Regions from separate parts of the Mus musculus genome. Here regions 2, 3 and 4 are each linked to region 1. A link is a contact called in public Hi-C and HiChIP or PLAC-seq data. All regions are on one chromosome and are shown on one strand. Each heading gives the region's core, a stretch centred on a gene start, on an enhancer-like site or on the middle of the called end of the contact. The rest is flanking DNA. Distances are from core to core; before and after follow the strand shown.

Region 1 (4,321 bases), core at 61-2,560:
AAATAAAATAATTAAAATAAACCTTACTAAGTAATTTAAATATATATATATTCCTGAACAGTAGATAGTTTGTTTTGTTGTTTTGATCTGTTCTCTTCAGTGCTATAAATAAAGAATCATACTCTGCCCTGGCCTTCCAAGGTTCAGCTGAGACGGGTGCTGTCAAGGTGTTTGTTGGGGCTAGTGTATTTTCTCCTGCTCAACTGAGGATCTTCTCTTGACTGTTGACCTTTCAGGTCTTCATTGTGAGGCATCTTGGCTTACTCTTGCTTGAGATGAATCTGGCTTGTGACCTTTGATCATCCTCTATATAAATATCGGTAGCCTTCTTTGGGTTTGGGAAGTTTTCAGATGTAACCTTTCCAATCGTCCTACCACTGTAACAGCAAGGACCACTTGGATCAATATCACCTGCATAATTAAAGTTATTCCAAAGTTCATGTAAGTTTTCTTCTTTCAGCTTCATTGTATTTTCTCTTTTTTTCCCTCTCTCCTCTTTGTATTTGCAAAGACATTGCCCCTGTTTCTGTTGTTGGCTCTTTTCAGTTATGGATGTTTTCCATCCCATTTTCCATATTGCTGAAAATCCTGTTTTAGCTCAAGTGATTTACAAGTGGTTAGTTTGTTCACTCTGCTTTGCTCATAAAATACTGAGTTTTTTTTTTCTGAGTTGTCTTGAACCTCATTGAACTTCCTAAAGATACCTATTTTGACTTCTTGATCCAAGAGTTTACATATATTCATTACTATATAATCAGTCTCCCTGGTGTCTTATCTTAGGTGAGGCCAAATTTCCTGAAAGTTTTAAACAGCTGTTGAAGAGTAAATGATGTCTTTGAGTAAAAGGAATTGATACTTAAATATTCTAGTTTTCATAATCAGCGTGTACCCATCTTTGATGGTTTGTGTATGCTTGGCCCTGGGAGTGGCACTGTTGGGAGGTGTGGCCTTGTTGGAGTACATGTGTCACTGTGGGTGTGGGTTTGCGACCCTCATCTTAGCTGCCTGGAAGCCAGTCTTCCACTAGCAGCCTTCAGATGAAGATGTAGAACTCTCAGCTCTGCCTGCACCATACCTGCCTGGATGCTGCCATGTTCCTACCTTGATGCTAATGAACTGAACCTCTGAACCTATAAGCCAGCCCTAATTAAATGTTGTCTTTTATAAGACTTGCCTTCATCATGGAGTCTGTTCACAGCTGTAAAACCCTAACTGAGACACTATCCTTCCAGAAGCTCTAAAGAGGCTTCCCGTTGTATCTGACCTTTGGTCACTGCTGCTGTTTGAGCACTAGATGACACTCTAGGTTCAGGTTTACTGTCAGTCCAGGCTTGGTGTACAGTTGCAATTTCACCTCTGAAATCATGCAGTCCATTCTTGTCCTCAGTTCTATAGATGATGTGCTACTCAGAATGGTCTGAGAAAAAGTGCTGAAAAAAGGTAATGCAGCTCAATAAGTTGCCTTCTGAGTCTGCAGTGGGTCTGGATGCTTCGCACATAGCCAACAGCCTGTGGTTAAGGTGCCAAAAGTTTCTGCTCCGCACTTTGCCTTACTGTGGAAGGTCTAGCCCTGGACTCCAAAGCAACAACTTGGCACTTATTTTCTTCTTCTCTTGGGGTACAATGATTCTCTTAATACCATACTGCCTGGGGTTAGGAGCACGATGGGCAAACAGTCACATGACTAACAATACTATGTTTTATAGCTTCCTGTACTCACAACCCACTGACTGCAACACAGAAATGAGGCAAGACTAAGACACTTGATACTATGGGTTACAAGCTGCTAAAATGAACTCACAAGCCCTGAGACTCGTTATGAGTGATACGGACTATAGCACAATGCTTCCTAAGTTAGGAAGCATTTTCCCTATGCCGTGTTTCTTTGAGTTGGAGGAAGGGCGATATAGAAAATCCTTTTCCTCCCATCTCTTCCTCAATGTATTTCCTTACGTTATACTAGAACCAAGCGCTTCTCTGTTCCAAAGCCCACCTGAACAGTGATTGGCATGTGCTCAGCCAGTCAAAAGGTTTTCTTGAAGGTTTTTATATTATTGCCACTTTGCTCCACTCAGTCTTCATGTTAACACATGTCCTGAGCACTCTCTATTGCCTACCACCTCTGCATTTTAACAAACAGATAAAAAGCTTTGTCCTACCTCTCAGATCTAGACTGATAGCCATAATTCAGTATAGACTTCTACCAATTCATTAAATTCACTATATAACAGACAGAACTTTCTGTTTCTTTTGTCTTCTCAATTCCAAAGCTGTCTACCTTCAGACTTACACAGCAATCCTAATAGCATGATCTTTTTGTTTGAGACACATCAAAAACCACACACACACACACACATACACACACACACCATTTATTGGATTTAAATGCTGTGCTCTATGATTTAGGTGGGGTTTTCCTCCCAAGGGTTTGTGTATCAGACAGTCTGCATCAGTGTGGCCGTACAAAGGAGAGATGGAACTTTAAGAGGTGAAGCATGGGAACGGGAAGAAGCCCTGAGTGAATAAAGTCCTGAGTGAGTATGTACAGTTGACATGATTATTACCACATCAGGGAACCCCCAATGCTTCTGCCCATGGAAGTGGCAACACCTCTCTAGGTGAGGCTCAGAGGGATAGGGATAGCAAAGCCTTCTTTGGGAGGGTCCAAGCATGGATGCTGGTAGTACATGCAGAAAATGGCCACTGTAGCTCCCTTTCTCCCAGATATTTACCATCTGGAGACTGCTACGGAGACTATACAGACTGCTCCTACTGAGATTAGCTAAACCTAGCTCTGCAAGTTGTTTCTCCTCCTTTTTCTAGATATCTCAAACCCTGGATGTTCTAACCTTTGTGCAAGCCACTGTTGTGTGTGTGACTTGCTACTGAATGATATATCCAGCTAAGCGGTTTCTTCCCCTCCAGTCCCAGGTAAAGCTTCCTTAAGGGTTCGGTCACTTTTCAAGCCTCTATTCCTCCACTGGACTATCGCAGACTGAGTTCTCATTCTCAGTACATTGGTAAGACTGTGATCCATGCGGGTTGACCTGATTCTACTGAATGACTGTGATTATGCCAACCATCGTACTTTGACACTATGCTAAAGTTAAAGGATAATAGGAATCTCCTCCAAGGATATTCCAGCCCATTTAGAAAGCCAATAAACCTACAAATCACACATGAAACTCTGAGAACAAACCTCTAGATAAAATATTGATCTTCCGGGCAAAGGTTCTGTATACACTGTACCTATAAGGTTTCTGAGGGCAGAGGATGAAGGTTGTATATTCTTCCACATTGGCTTCCTTTGTTGGTTTGTAGTTTTTGTTTTGTTTTGTTTTGTTGGTGTTTGTTTGTTTGTTTGTTTTGAGACAGAGTTTCTCTGCATAACCCTGACTATCCTGGAATTTGCTTTGTAGACCAGGCCCCAAACTCACAGAGATCACTTGCTTCTGCCTCTAGAGTGCTAGGACCAAAGGTGTGAGCTACCACCGCCCAGCCCCATACTGGCTTCTAAAAAAAAAACTTTAGTATACAGAACTGATGTAGGATAAGCATGTGATTAATGAATAATTGTTCCAACTTATAAATTCTAAGTGCTTTGAGCTGTACTATTAAAGTACAAAGGACAGTCCATGTAAACAAAAATACTCTTAAATTATATCCCAGGCAAGTGAAACCTAGGGTAAGACTTCCAATGTCAAGGCTGAGATCAGTGAAGCACCCCAGCCTTCAGGGCATCTCTGCCTGCTCAAGCAACTTGTCTCTACACATCTTATAAATCCTAAAGTTCAACTGGGCATTGGAATTCCTCCTGTGGTCTGCTGGTAAATACACCCATACCCACACCCACACCCACACCCACACCCACACCCACACCCACACCCAGAAACCACACTCTTCCAGTAGATTCAGGACACGTCAGGCAAACTTAGATAACTTAGATATCCTTTCCAGTGAGATAATTTTTTTTTTCTAAAATAGCCACCCATTTGCCCTAAGTTTGACTCCTTATACCAAAAAAAAAAAAAAAAAAAAAGTACTCAGATTTTTTTAAGGTTAAATTTTACTAATTGGGATCACCTAAAAAAACTTCAATGTCACCAATCATCCTTGACTTCTGAGATTTCTCATGGTCCTGGTTAGTCTAAATTTAGCCTACTTAGTTGATTATATCTGTTTTAGTTTAATGACCCAGAATAGAAGTCCGTAGAAGTTCAGGTACCAGCTGATTAGCATGAAGAAGAGATGTGTAATATAACCCTGCTCTCTAGTCTAGACCTATCTTTAGTATTGTAGCCTACTATTGTATGGAATTCCT
Region 2 (3,895 bases), core at 342-2,841, 430 kb after region 1:
CACCACAAACAATGACCAGCAAAGATTGGCAAGTCGAACCAATACCATACAGCATTGTCCCCTGTGTGTTGGGTTATACTTTTTTTATTTTTGCTTTTGTTTTTTTCAAGACAGGGGTTCTCTGTGTAGCCATGGCTGTCCTGGAACTCACTCTGTAGACCAGGCTGGCCTCGAACTCAGAAATCTGCCTGCCTCTGCCTCCCGAGTGCTGGGATTAAAGGCGTGTGCCACCAACACCCTGCTTGTTGGGTTATACTTATAACCTTTCCAAACGTCATGCGTTCTCTCAAGCGTCCATTCTAGAAAAACATCTCATGCCCTTTTCCCAGGCTGCTTCCAGAAAAACATCTGTTCTCAGTAAAACATCCTCCCATGTGTCTGCTTCAGCAAAAACATCTTTTCAAAAAAGACAGTTTCCAGAAAAACATCACGAGACACAATTGAGTTTTCAAAGAAATTAGAAATTTCCTCTTTATATCCCTCCTTCTGTTTAAAAGTTTGTCTTTTTCTCTAACATTATCAGTTAGATCAGTTATAAGAACCACAAAACTAGAACTTTACATCATACCTTAAACAAAAAGTTTATGTACAAGGTACTCAAACAATAGTCTAACCAAACAACTTTAAATTTTTGTCACCATACAATAATTAAGAAAAACAACTTTCCACCCTAGATGATAACAGCCATAACCACATCAAATGACCACATCCACCCTAACTTAAGGGATCGGAATGATGTGTGTGTGTGTGTGTGTGTGTGTGTGTGTGTGTGTGTGTGTGTATGTGTGTGTGTGTGTGTGTATGTGTGTGTATGTGTGTGTGTATATATGTGTGTGTGTATGTGTGTGTATGTGTGTGTGTGTGTATGTGTGTGTGTGTGTGTGTGTGTGTGTGTGTGTGTGTGTGTGTGTGTGCTGAGTTGGGGTGAAGAATTCCTATTTGGGGCCCCAGGGGGAAAATTATTAGTTTTTTTAAAAAAAAATAGCTGTAGCATTTATTGCCCAGTTTCTGCATTATCCAGTTTCAGTGTTGTCTGTCCAGTCTACATGTTGTCTGTCTAGTCTACATATTGTCTGTCAAGTTTCTGTATGATCAGTTATTTGGGCTAGCCCTTTTGAAGTTAATGTGCATACATCAATGGAAATGTCTATCACTGGGTAAAACTAGAGAGAATAATATAAACTATTTGATGGACCTTGGTGTTTCCATCATTATCCACTCCAGGCCACTCAGTCTTTTACACACGCCTTTGCCAGCAACCCTTCTTTCCTGCTCTGGTTTGTCTGTTTGTTTGCTTTTTTTTTTTTTTTCAGCAAATCCTAGTCTATGTCACACCATTTTAAAGTGTTTAATGTGTAGTTCTGAAAACAGTCTAAGATAAAAAAAGGAACCATTTTATTACAATACACCAAAATTAACAATAAATCTTAGTGTCATATAAAATCCACTTGGATTCTATAGTTTCTTCACAGCTTGTTTGTTCGCACCAAATGATGTATGTCTCTTGCTGACTTCCCAGAGATGACAGACTGGCTCAGAGTGACTTCATTTTGTCCTAGTTTCAGCTAACCTACCTTCCCAGCCCCCACCGACCACATCCTGTTGAACACTCTCAGGCGGCTGTCATCCTGTTGAGCACTGGCAGCCTTGGGTTTTATAACATAAAACAAACTGAAACTTCCGAACTGAAACATTTGAAACTTCTACTCAGTGGCCTGCCTCTGGCGGGATGCGACGGTGGTTTTTAGCTTCATCAACTTTACTTTTCTCTGAACCAAACATTGTTTCCAACTAAAGCCTGCTCTTGACCTCCAGCAAATAAGGGGCTCTTAACCTGACCTTCATTCTCATGTCTCAATGGGTACAACGATTAAATGCCAATACTTAGACTTTTTTGTAATTAGTATTGTGTGGTGTCTATCTGCACACAAAGATACTTTTCAAAGATAAACTTTGGAAAATCACATATCAGGACAAGTGAACAATGCACAAATTAATTAATTTGGTGATAGGCAATAAAAATGTTTGAAATATTAAAAATTATTCTTTACTTCAGAAAAGATAGAAAGGTAAACAAAATTTATTTTTATTTTTGAACCGGGCAGTGGTGGTGCACGACTTCCTTCCTTCCTTCCTTTCTTTCTTTCTTTCTTTCTTTCTTTCTTTCTTTCTTTCTTTCTTCCTTCCTTCCTTCCTTTCTTTCTTTCTTTCTTTTTTTCTTTTGATTCATTTTTTTTATTATTATATGTAAGTACACTGAAGCTGTCTTCGGACACACCAGAAGAGGGCATCAGATCTCATTACAGATGGTTGTGGGCCACCATGTGGTTGCTGAGAATTGAACTCAGAACCTCTGGAAGAGCAGTCAGTGCTCTTAACCGCTGAGCCATCCCACCAGCCCTCAAAAATTTAATTCCTTTTTAAAAATATTTATTTATTTATTTATTTTAAAATATTTATTTATTTATTATATGTAAGTACACTGTAGCTGTCCTCAGATACTCCAGAAGAGGGCCATCAAATTTTGTTACAGATGGTTGTGAGCCACCATGTGGTTGCTGGGATTTGAACTCGGAACCTTCGGAAGAGCAGTCGGCACTCTTAACCACTGAGCCATCTCGCCAGCCCCAAGATTTATTTATTTATTATATGAAAGTACACTGTAGCTGTTTTCAGACACACCAGAAGAGTGCATCAAATCTCATTACAGGTGGTTGTGAGCCACCATGTGGTTGCTGGGATTTGAACTCAGGACCTTTGAAAAAGCAGTCAGTGCTCTTAACCACTGAGCCATCTCGCCAAACCCCAAAATGTAATTCTTAATATTAGGCTTTAAATCCTTTACATTTTAAATCACATGTATGTATGTATGTATGTATGCACATATACCTTGTCATATGTGTGAGGATCAGAGAACTACTTACAGAATCAGTTCTTTCCTTCCTCTTTGGAAGCCTTAGGGCTCAGGACTGGCAGCCTGAGAATTACCAAGTGATCCATCTCACAGCCTAGCAGATTTGTTTTTATAAAGGGCTGTTCTTGGGCCTGGAGAAATGGCTCAGTAGTTAACAGAACCAACCGCTCTTCCAGAAGACCTGGGTTTTCACCCCAGCATTCACGTGGCAGCTCATAACTGTCTCTAACTCCGGTCCCAGGGGATCTGACACCTTCTTCTAGTCCCTGGGACCACTGCATGCATGTGCTGTATGGACATATACACAAAGGCAAAACTCCTTTGTATAAAGGAAAAATGAAGGTTAAAATTGAAAAAAAAAAAGAAGCTGTACTCATCATATTAGAAATAGTGTCAGTAAGAATGTTGTGCAAACTTTTTTTTTTCTTGTCATATATGTACCTACATGGTACCTTCAATTTTTCCTTTTAGCTCATCAAGCTGAAAGTATTTGCTATTTGGCCTTCCATAGAAGACATTTGCCACTCCCTATTCTAGAGAAAGCAAGACGTAAGCCAGTGGAAGAAGAAAGGCTTTCTAAGCAGAAAGGACAGGCTGGGCACAGAAGGCTGGGCAGATCGTTTGTGAAGAACAATAGACAAGCATTTCATGGCAGGCTGTAACAAGCAAGCGTCCTGGTTCCCATGTTCGCCCTTCAGAGCCAATCTGTAATATCACATTCTTCCAGAAGAGGGCGCCCTTAGCTAGTTAATTGAGATATGGAAAATGAAAGGGCTTTAGAGTAAACGGGTATATACCTATCGCTCCGATAACATCCTTAATAGCTTTATACTTGTATTTATCAAGTATCTACTCGTCTATCGGTTAATCGTGTTTTCAATAGACCACTGCACCTCTCTTAAAATAGGTCATCGTGCATTGGACTTATCAATAATCAGAATTATCCAGTTCCCAACTTTTTTGTTTTGTTTTGTTTTGTTT
Region 3 (3,822 bases), core at 302-2,801, 280 kb after region 1:
TACAAGAAGAAAGACTCATTTGAGCCACAATGCCCTCCATGCTCACTTGATCTTTTTGATTCTGGGATGCTGGCAAGGATGAACATCAAAGCCAGAAGTTTGCTCAGAACAGAGGAGAAGAGACACTGGGAAAAACAGACTCCTCTATACAATACTTAAGGATGCGCCCACAGAGACCCACCTCCTCCAAATAGGTGCTACTTCCTAAAGGCTGAAGCACCTCCCAGAAAAGTCACAATTAATTGGTCAAGCCTTCAGCAACACTTAAACCTTCAGGGGACATTTAGGTCCAGATCCCAACATCAAGAAAGTACAACTTCTAGACCCAGGACAATATAGATAAAGAATTGACCTTTACAGTCTCATGGAAGCTGTTCTTCAAGAAAACACCACAACCAGGGCCTGTCCTGAGGAACAAGTAGCATTTATACCTCGGAGACCTGTGGAAGTGCTTGATCAAAGCAACATTTGAGAAATGGCTTAACGCTCTCTCTGAAAATGTCTTGTAGTCTCACAAATGCCACATAACTTACTATTCTATGAAACCTATTCAGAATTCCCCACTGCCTTCCCATCAACCACCTCGAATTCCAGAGCTTAATAGCAGAAAACTGTTACAGTGAAACTAAGCCTACCTCCTGGAGACCTGAGCCAACTTTTCAAGTCATAGCTGAACACAGGTTAAGAGATGGCACATGTCTTCCATCCTTCAGCAGCTGGGCATCCCATGTCCCTGCTCCCTATTCCCACTTGTACCACCATGTCAAATATGCCCACATCCTGCTCCTCACTGCTATAGAGCCGGAGGGTCTAGTAATGCAAACTGGGATGATTCTGGAATGCTGTCAAAGAGAAACATCAGTACTTTTATATCCTGCTGACTTAAGTATCCCACTGACCTAGACATCAGCCCTTCACTTTCAGCTGGGCGTGGTGGTCAACGTATGTTTTGCCTCAACTCAGGAGGTAGAAACAGAGAGATGGCAAGTTTGAGGCTGGGCTATGTTGTAAACCTAAAAAGAAAAAAAAAATCTCTACTTTGAACTTCTGGGTGTTTTCCACAAAATCATTTTAAATTCCAGGCACTAAAGGGAGATGAAGTTTGAGGGAGAAAGGCCCAGCATGCTTAGTTCATTTTTGCTTTGTTTTATATAATGGAATGACGTGCTCGGCTATGATACTGTGAAGAAACTCAACACTATTCCTTTCACTAAAATAAAATAAAATAAAATAAAATAAAACAAAACACTAAATCTCCACTTGCACAGCACATACCTTAATATCTTCAACCCAAACCAAGACCCAAAGGGCGAGAGTTCAGAGAGTAAACAACGCTCTGAACACCACACAGCAGACACACGTGTGAGCAGCTGTGTGAGCTGCAGCAGAGAGGAAGTTCAAAGCCAGTAACACACCACCAGTGGAAATTCATGTTCACTTTCGACATCCCTTGCTTTTCCCTTTTTCATTTCCATAGTTGCAAGCTGAGTTTCTTTACGAAAGCAAACAGCTATGGGTCAGCCCAGTTGAAATAATGCCAAGTGGCAAAGCCACACATAGCTGCATACTGTCTGCCAGAGGGCCGGAGAAGATGTCAAAACAGAAACAGCTCAGTTCATAAACTTGCTGTGCAAGCGTGAGGACCTCTGCTTTCAATCCTCCAGAACCCATGTCAAAAGCCAAGAGCAGGGACAAGTGTTTGCCCTCTCTGGGCTGGGAACATGGAGACATGAAGATCACTGGGGCTTACTGGTCAACTCAGGTGGCCAATTCAGAGAGATCCTGTCTCCAAAAAAAAAAGCAGAGAGTGACTGAAGAAGACACCTAATATCAAATTCTGGCCTCCACATCTAAGAATACACCCCGGCATAGGTACCCATGCCTGTGCACACACACAGGATCATTGGTATCTACATAGGAATCTAGGACATTAAAAACTAAATACATTGTAAACACATTTATAAAATGCATTGACGTGCTCGGTGGGCAGTAGGATAACAAACTCTATTCATTGGTGCATCAGTGGTCCTCCTCAAATGTTTGTTGAGCACAGAACATGGCGGTCTAAACTACAGCCAAGCAATTCCAATACTAGTTGACATCCAACAGAGACAAAGAAAATCTCACAGACCCCACCCCTAGATGAAGAGCTATGAGCAATTAACAACTCCTGAGAAGGGAGAATTAATCTTCCCCAGTGATGAACCCCTGGATTGGTTACCCAATATCAAGTGCTCGGCCCTATGCATGCAGACAACATTGAATGGATTCAACAAGTTATATATTCATATATAATATATAACAATATATATGCATATGTGTGTGTGTGTAATAACAATGGTTCAAGAATAAAAGGCCATGAATTTGGGAGGAAGTTGGGAGATGACAGACATGGGAGGGAAAGTAGAAGGAAAGGGAGGGGGAAATGTGATCATTACATTTTAATCAATTTGTAAGAATGGTGTTGAGTTCCTATACAAGGCAGATGCTGTTCTAGACACTGGCATTCAAAGAAACAAGAGACAGACTTAGCTCAAAGAGTACTTCTTTTTTTTTTTAAAGACGTATTTATTTAATGTATATGAGTACACTGTAGCCACCATGTGGTTGCTGGGATTTGAACTCAGGACCTTTGGAAGAGCAGTCAATGCCCTTAACCACTCAGCCACCTCTCCAGCCCCTCAAAGAGTACTGGTTGAAATATAAGTGTGAGCACGAGATGCTATTAGAAATGACAGGGTTTTTTGACAGATAGGTAGCCATTTAACTGTGGAGACAAAAGAAAGAATTGTCATGTTGTATAAAATATTTTAAAAATACTGGCATGGGGTTCCTTCCCGTCTTTGACCATTTTTATTCCCAGATGAAGGACTCACACACACAGCCTTATGTTTAAATATGCCTTAGACATCACAATAGCTGGACAACTAACTGCCTATCTTCTGTGTTGTTAGAATCTACTTTTCCATTGATAACACCAAATTACCACCTATTATTTACTATGTTCCATCTTGGCTGCTCTTAACCCAAATGGGCTGCTGTGGGGCACGTTAGCTTGACCTAGAGGCCATGGCGACTTTTCTTGATTCTCTATCCCATGGTCCTTCTCTCTTTTCTCCCTCTCCTCGTGGTCCCAAGCCCATGAAAAGTAAACCCCACCTGTGTCTCTCTTCCCCAGGTATTGGCTGCTAGCATCTTCATTTATCAACCAGAGTTACCAGAGGGCAGGGTCCCAAAGGCTACTTGCAGACTCCAAGTCTTGGAGGCCAGCACTTAGCATTACAATCAACACTAAAAGACAACCTCAGCGGTCAGGTGCTCGTTAGAAAGCAAGCAAGCACTGCCACACGTGTTATCTCTGATGATAAATAGGTGTTTCTTGGCAGATAATGTGAGGAAAGGCCTTCAGGACAGCTGAACAAACACAGGACACCTTTAGAAATGTCAACTAGTTTGGGAACACTGGAACATCATACAATGAAGTAAACAAGACTCAGTAAGGATGATTCAGAAATAAGCAAGGACCTTGTGAAGAAGTGGGATTGTTGTGCCGAGTGTTCCCATGACATGTTTTGTTTTTTTGGGGGGGTGGGGGGGTCTTAAGGTCTTAGATGTTCCACTGGAGGTGGAATGCAAAGACTCCACGAGGAAAACATCAGAAATGTGGAAGCCAATATGGAGGCCATTACAATGGCCTCTACAAGTCTCTGTGGCATGAGTTCAGGCAAAGAGAGGAAAAGAGGAGGACACAGCATCTAGAGTTCATGGAAGAGTAGAAATAACAGACTGCCAACACCCAGGTGATCTCACTTCCCTCTTCTT
Region 4 (4,312 bases), core at 867-3,366, 380 kb after region 1:
AAAATTTTTAATTATTTTTATAATTTACGTGTATCTGTGTGTCCATGTATACCACAGTGCACACACCTGTGGATGTCAGAGGACAACTTATAATAGTTAGTTCTTTCCTCCCATGGGGGTCCCGGAAACTGAACTTTCAAGGCAAGAAGGTTTTCCTGCTGGGTAGCCACCTCCAACCCTCATCTGTTATTTTACTGGATATTTTCTACGCCAGCTACTGTTGCTGTTCTTCTCATTCCTCAGTTATTTTGATTTTTCCCCTGGAAAGCCTGATCAGATTTACTCTCTTTATTGTTTAGAGGTGGATCCGAAAGAACTCCATTTTTACAACGCCAGTTTCTGCTGCCTCTGAACTGTTCCGTCCCAGGCTCCAGCCGAAAGGTTCAGCTCTACACAGACACTGATAGTGGTTCCAGTCTGATAAAGTATGTGTCAGTGCTGATAAAGGCTTCTTTAAAGTACCTACTGCTCCAGTAGCCTTTGGCTGGAAATCAAACACACACTATTATAGACCTTAGTGAGAGACGAGGGTATACATTTAGAAACAGGTAAGAGACATTGTTAAGTGTAACCTGAGGGTAGTTGCTACCTTGTAAAGGTAGGCTCTTCGGTTATTAGAAGTGATAATTCTGTAAAAAGGGGCCAGTGAGGTGACTCAGCAGATAAAAGTGCCCTGACCAGCCCAGCAGTCTGATCCCCCAGGAGCCACAAGGTAGAACCACATTCCAGCGTTTGGCCTTGGCCTTTGCTCTCTGCAAATGAATTTTCTTTACACCTTAGGAGGCCAACACCTTTGCTGGTTCTGCTTTTCCTATGTCTACACCTTAGGCTTGGATCCTTTGGCATCGCTTACTTTGAAACCCTTGATATCCCTTAGATAGCTACAGTAGACTGCCAAGTAGAAGAACCACTAAATAGAGTGGCCAGGGGGCATTGCTTACTTCAGTTGGCAAGGGCTAGTGGTACTAAAATGAATTTTGAACTGTGCCTTGCCATGGTCTCTCAGGACAACTGGATTCTGGAGCACTAGGAACAACCATTCCCTCTTCAGTGACCTTCCTTCAGCTCCTTTCTCAGTAGCCGATTACACACTTGGTCAACCCAGAAGAAATTATGAAAACAACAGACATGGAAAGAAGATAGTAAGCCCAGTCAAAAGGGGACAGAGCCCCCCACACTGCTGGGTTAAAGTATGGTGTGCCCTCCCCCTGAGAGGAATCAGACAGTCATGAGGGTCCTGGCAACCTGCCAGCTTCAAAGACACCCTAATATTCCAAATGACACATAATGCCTACAGGAAGAGAACACAATCACCAGGCAGTGTGATTCTTCATCCATTGGGAACACGGCAATAATCTATTGTTGATGAAAAGCAAGGGGGAAATTACACTTTCATATACATTTTTGCAAAATCCTGCCTCACAACCTCTCTGAGCACCACTGCCCTTCTGAACTTGAGTCAAGCAGAGACAGAACACAAGCCAAGATCTCAACATCCCACAGAGGACTGTCACACACATGTTCCTCCCTGCATGACTTCTCTGATGCCTCCAAAACTGCAGCTCAGTAAGGCCTGGGTAGTCCAAAGTATGAGGAGACAACAAGATAAGAAGCAGCTGGCGCCACAGCAGCGATGAGACTGGCGATAGGGACCAAGTGCAGTGTCGCCAAGCTCTCTGCACTGGGAGTGGAAAAAAGAAGAGAAGTAAGGGGTGGGGGTTGGGGGGAGGAGAGGGGCCTGACTGCGCTCTCGGGTACAGGTCACCTGAGGTGCCTGCTACCAGGCGCTGCGGCGCTGCAGCAAGTGGAGAAACTGAGGATGGAGATGTTCAGGCTCGCCCTGCATCCTCTCTGCAGCGGCTCGGATCATCCGGACCTTGGCAGTCGCAGCCCAGGGCTGAAGCTCTGCCTGCGTCTTCGACCGGGGCCTCGGCTCCCGGGCTCTGGAACGCAGTTGGGACTCCCGGGGCCGCAGCTCCCTACACCCGGCCGGGGACGTTAGGGACCCGAGGTCCGCGCGCGGAACACAGGGCTCTGCAGCTGCGGGGCGCACGAGGCACGCCGCACCGGGCGCTCTCGGGACAGGCTCCGCCCCGCCGCGCGCATAGTCGCAGCTCGCACTCACCGGGTCTCCGGTCTCGCTCGCCGCTCGCCCTCCCACGGGATGTGGACGCTCCGATCGGGGGCCTCCGCGCCAGGCTGTTCTCTCCCGGCTTCCTGACCGCGCTACGGAGCCTCACCCCCGACCCCCGGCTACGATTGGTCCGACTATGGGCGGGGCGGGGCGGAGCGGGGATGTTGACTGACAGCCGCGCAAGCTGAGTGATGTGCCCAGTGGCGAAACAAGGAGTTGGCACTGCCTGTGCTACCCGACCGCCCCAGGGAGCTTGGGTTAGGATGACTGTGTACCTCCGGAGATACACTCTAGCCCGAGGGCTGGACCCTTTTGGAGACACAAATACAGATGACCTTCGGACATCAGCGTTTCCCCGGAGCGTCCCCTCAACCGATTCTCTTCCTGAGAACTAACCACAATGCTGGCCTAGCAGTGGCGGAGCTGCTGGTACCAGAGAAACACTGCTTGCCAAACGTGAGCATAGAGATCTTGAAGCTTCTCTCTTTGAAGTTAGTTCTTGGCAAAAGCGCCAGGATATTCCACCCAAACCACCCTCAATGCTGGATTACCCTAGTTTGGACGTTTTATGTCAAAAGCAGCTTGGTGAATCTGAGATACTGAGAGGAGTTTCTAGAGGACAGAAAGGCCTGTGTGGGACAAAAGACGTTCCTGGCTTAGAGCACAGTGGGGTTGGACTTACTTTTAACCAGAGCAAAATGCTGGGGGATGGGGTGGAGTCTGGGGCTGGAGAGATGGCTCAGCAGTTAAGAGCACTGGCTGCGTGCTCTTCCAGAGGTCCTGAGTTCAATTCCCAGTAACCACATGGTGGCTCACAACCATCTGTAATGAGATCTGACGCCCTCTTCTGGTGTGTCTGAAGACAGCTACAGTGTACTCATATACATTAAATAAATACATCTTTTTAAAAAATGTTAAAAAAAAAAGTCTGCCCTCAGACTTAGTCCCAAGTTGAAGTAGAATCGATATGAATTCCAACTGTCATTAATTATCATTATATTTATTGACAATGGAGCTATAAGAGCCTGAGGTCAGGAAGAACAGAAGCAAAACAACTGTCTTCGGGGCATAATAAGACCACTGGGTTCATGAACGCAGAGCACCTGTGCTTGCCTCTACAAGACTTGAACAAAACCAACCCACCAACATTCTCACATGGCAGGACAAAGGGTTCATGTGTACACACACATTAACTGAAGACCCAATGATGGCATCTGGGAACAGGAGATACTGTTTTCCTAAGGGTATGGACCCTGATAGGTCAACCACTCTCCGGGGAATGGCTTCCCACCTGTTAAGTGTTTGTGTAGCACAAACTGGACTAAGTTGTTTGTTTGTTTGTTTGCTTGTTTGTTTGTTTAAATTAAGAGAACACAGTGAAGGGAGTTGGAGATGGATCACGGGGGAATAGAGAGAGAGAAAATAATCAAAATACATTGCATAAAGTTCTAAAAGGATCAATAAATTTATATTAAAAACTTACAGATTCTGCCAGGTAGTGGTAGCTCACATCTTATTTCCTAGCACTCAGGAAGAAAAGGAGGGCAGATCTCTTACGTTTGAGGCCAGTCTGGTCAGCGCCTGAATTCCAGGACAGCCAGGGCAACACAGAGAATCCTTGACTTTACAAACAACAAAAGTAGCCGGGCAGTGATGATGCCTGCCTTTATCCCAGCACTCGGGAGGCACAGGCAGGCGGATTTCTGAGTTCAAGGCCAGCCTGGTCTACAGAGTGAGTTTCAGGACAGCCAGGGCTACACAGAGAAACCCTGTCTCGAAAAACAAAAACAAGAACAAAAACAACAAAAAAGTATAGATTCTGAGAATAAGTACTAAGTGAGTAGTGGACCCTTGTCTGGTATGTGCAAGGCTCTGGGCTTGATCCACCCCCACCCCCACCCCTGGCCCCCATCACCATCAGCTAGCTGAACATGCTTCCATTTCCTGAGCCCATGCACTGAGCAGCAGTGAGGGACAGGCAGCAAGTGGCATCTCTATTGTCAGTCTGCCTATGCCTTGAGGTTGAGCCCCTGGTGTTACAGTCCCCTTGTAGGCCTTCATCAGCATCCTTAACAGACAGCCATGTACACTACAACTCTCAGCCTGGGGTCTGAGGATTTGCTGCATCTCTGGTTCCAGGGATGAGCATGTTCCCTTTTGTGAGGGGGGTTGGTTTTT

Evidence for each region. HiChIP or PLAC-seq counts read pairs in DNA pulled down with a chosen protein or histone mark. Hi-C and Micro-C count contacts between places; a contact is called where the count stands out from the background.
Region 2: a CTCF HiChIP or PLAC-seq map of CD8 T cells shows a contact between it and region 1, with 5 read pairs. The contact joins two enhancer-like sites. A contact is called at or near these places in 1 of 39 promoter capture datasets (3T3-L1-derived adipocytes), 1 of 15 datasets of contacts at CTCF or cohesin (CD8 T cells), 2 of 484 Hi-C or Micro-C datasets (the Ba/F3 cell line and the N1E-115 cell line) and 1 of 115 datasets of contacts at active chromatin or transcription factors (effector CD8 T cells).
Region 3: a Hi-C map of bone marrow-derived macrophages shows a contact between it and region 1, with 26 read pairs. The contact joins two enhancer-like sites. A contact is called at or near these places in 12 of 484 Hi-C or Micro-C datasets (the AML12 cell line, adipose-derived mesenchymal stem cells, bone marrow-derived macrophages and 5 more), 14 of 115 datasets of contacts at active chromatin or transcription factors (bone marrow-derived macrophages, craniofacial prominence, differentiating embryonic stem cells and 11 more) and 2 of 9 other capture datasets (adipose tissue and embryonic stem cells).
Region 4: an H3K4me3 HiChIP or PLAC-seq map of bone marrow-derived macrophages shows a contact between it and region 1, with 2.6 times the contacts expected there. The contact joins the promoter of Nxpe3 here to the enhancer-like site in region 1. A contact is called at or near these places in 1 of 484 Hi-C or Micro-C datasets (bone marrow-derived macrophages), 9 of 115 datasets of contacts at active chromatin or transcription factors (the 230-238 cell line, acute myeloid leukemia, bone marrow-derived dendritic cells and 4 more) and 2 of 9 other capture datasets (adipose tissue and liver).

Annotation. Positions count from the first base shown.
Region 1 is chr16:55,518,556-55,522,876 of GRCm38.p6, forward strand. The region is part of intron 1 of Gm45968 (a long non-coding RNA gene); the gene reads right to left. Among named protein-coding and RNA genes, the nearest start is that of Mir5118, 26 kb to the left of the region's middle. Within about 2 kb of position 1,311, at least 17 of the 459 cell types and tissues checked have an H3K27ac peak or open chromatin away from gene starts, as enhancers often do. A contact at or near this core is called in CD8 T cells and bone marrow-derived macrophages, where this site is marked.
Region 2 is chr16:55,947,515-55,951,409 of GRCm38.p6, forward strand. No RefSeq gene overlaps it. Among named protein-coding and RNA genes, the nearest start is that of Gm6958, 12 kb to the right of the region's middle. Within about 2 kb of position 1,592, at least 135 of the 459 cell types and tissues checked have an H3K27ac peak or open chromatin away from gene starts, as enhancers often do. A contact at or near this core is called in CD8 T cells, where this site is marked.
Region 3 is chr16:55,797,575-55,801,396 of GRCm38.p6, forward strand. No RefSeq gene overlaps it. Among named protein-coding and RNA genes, the nearest start is that of Nfkbiz, 23 kb to the right of the region's middle. Within about 2 kb of position 1,552, at least 43 of the 459 cell types and tissues checked have an H3K27ac peak or open chromatin away from gene starts, as enhancers often do. A contact at or near this core is called in bone marrow-derived macrophages, where this site is marked.
Region 4 is chr16:55,893,163-55,897,474 of GRCm38.p6, forward strand. It overlaps Nxpe3 (neurexophilin and PC-esterase domain family, member 3), which reads right to left and starts at 2,117. Exons shown (of 6, transcript NM_001134457.1): 1 at 1,766-2,117.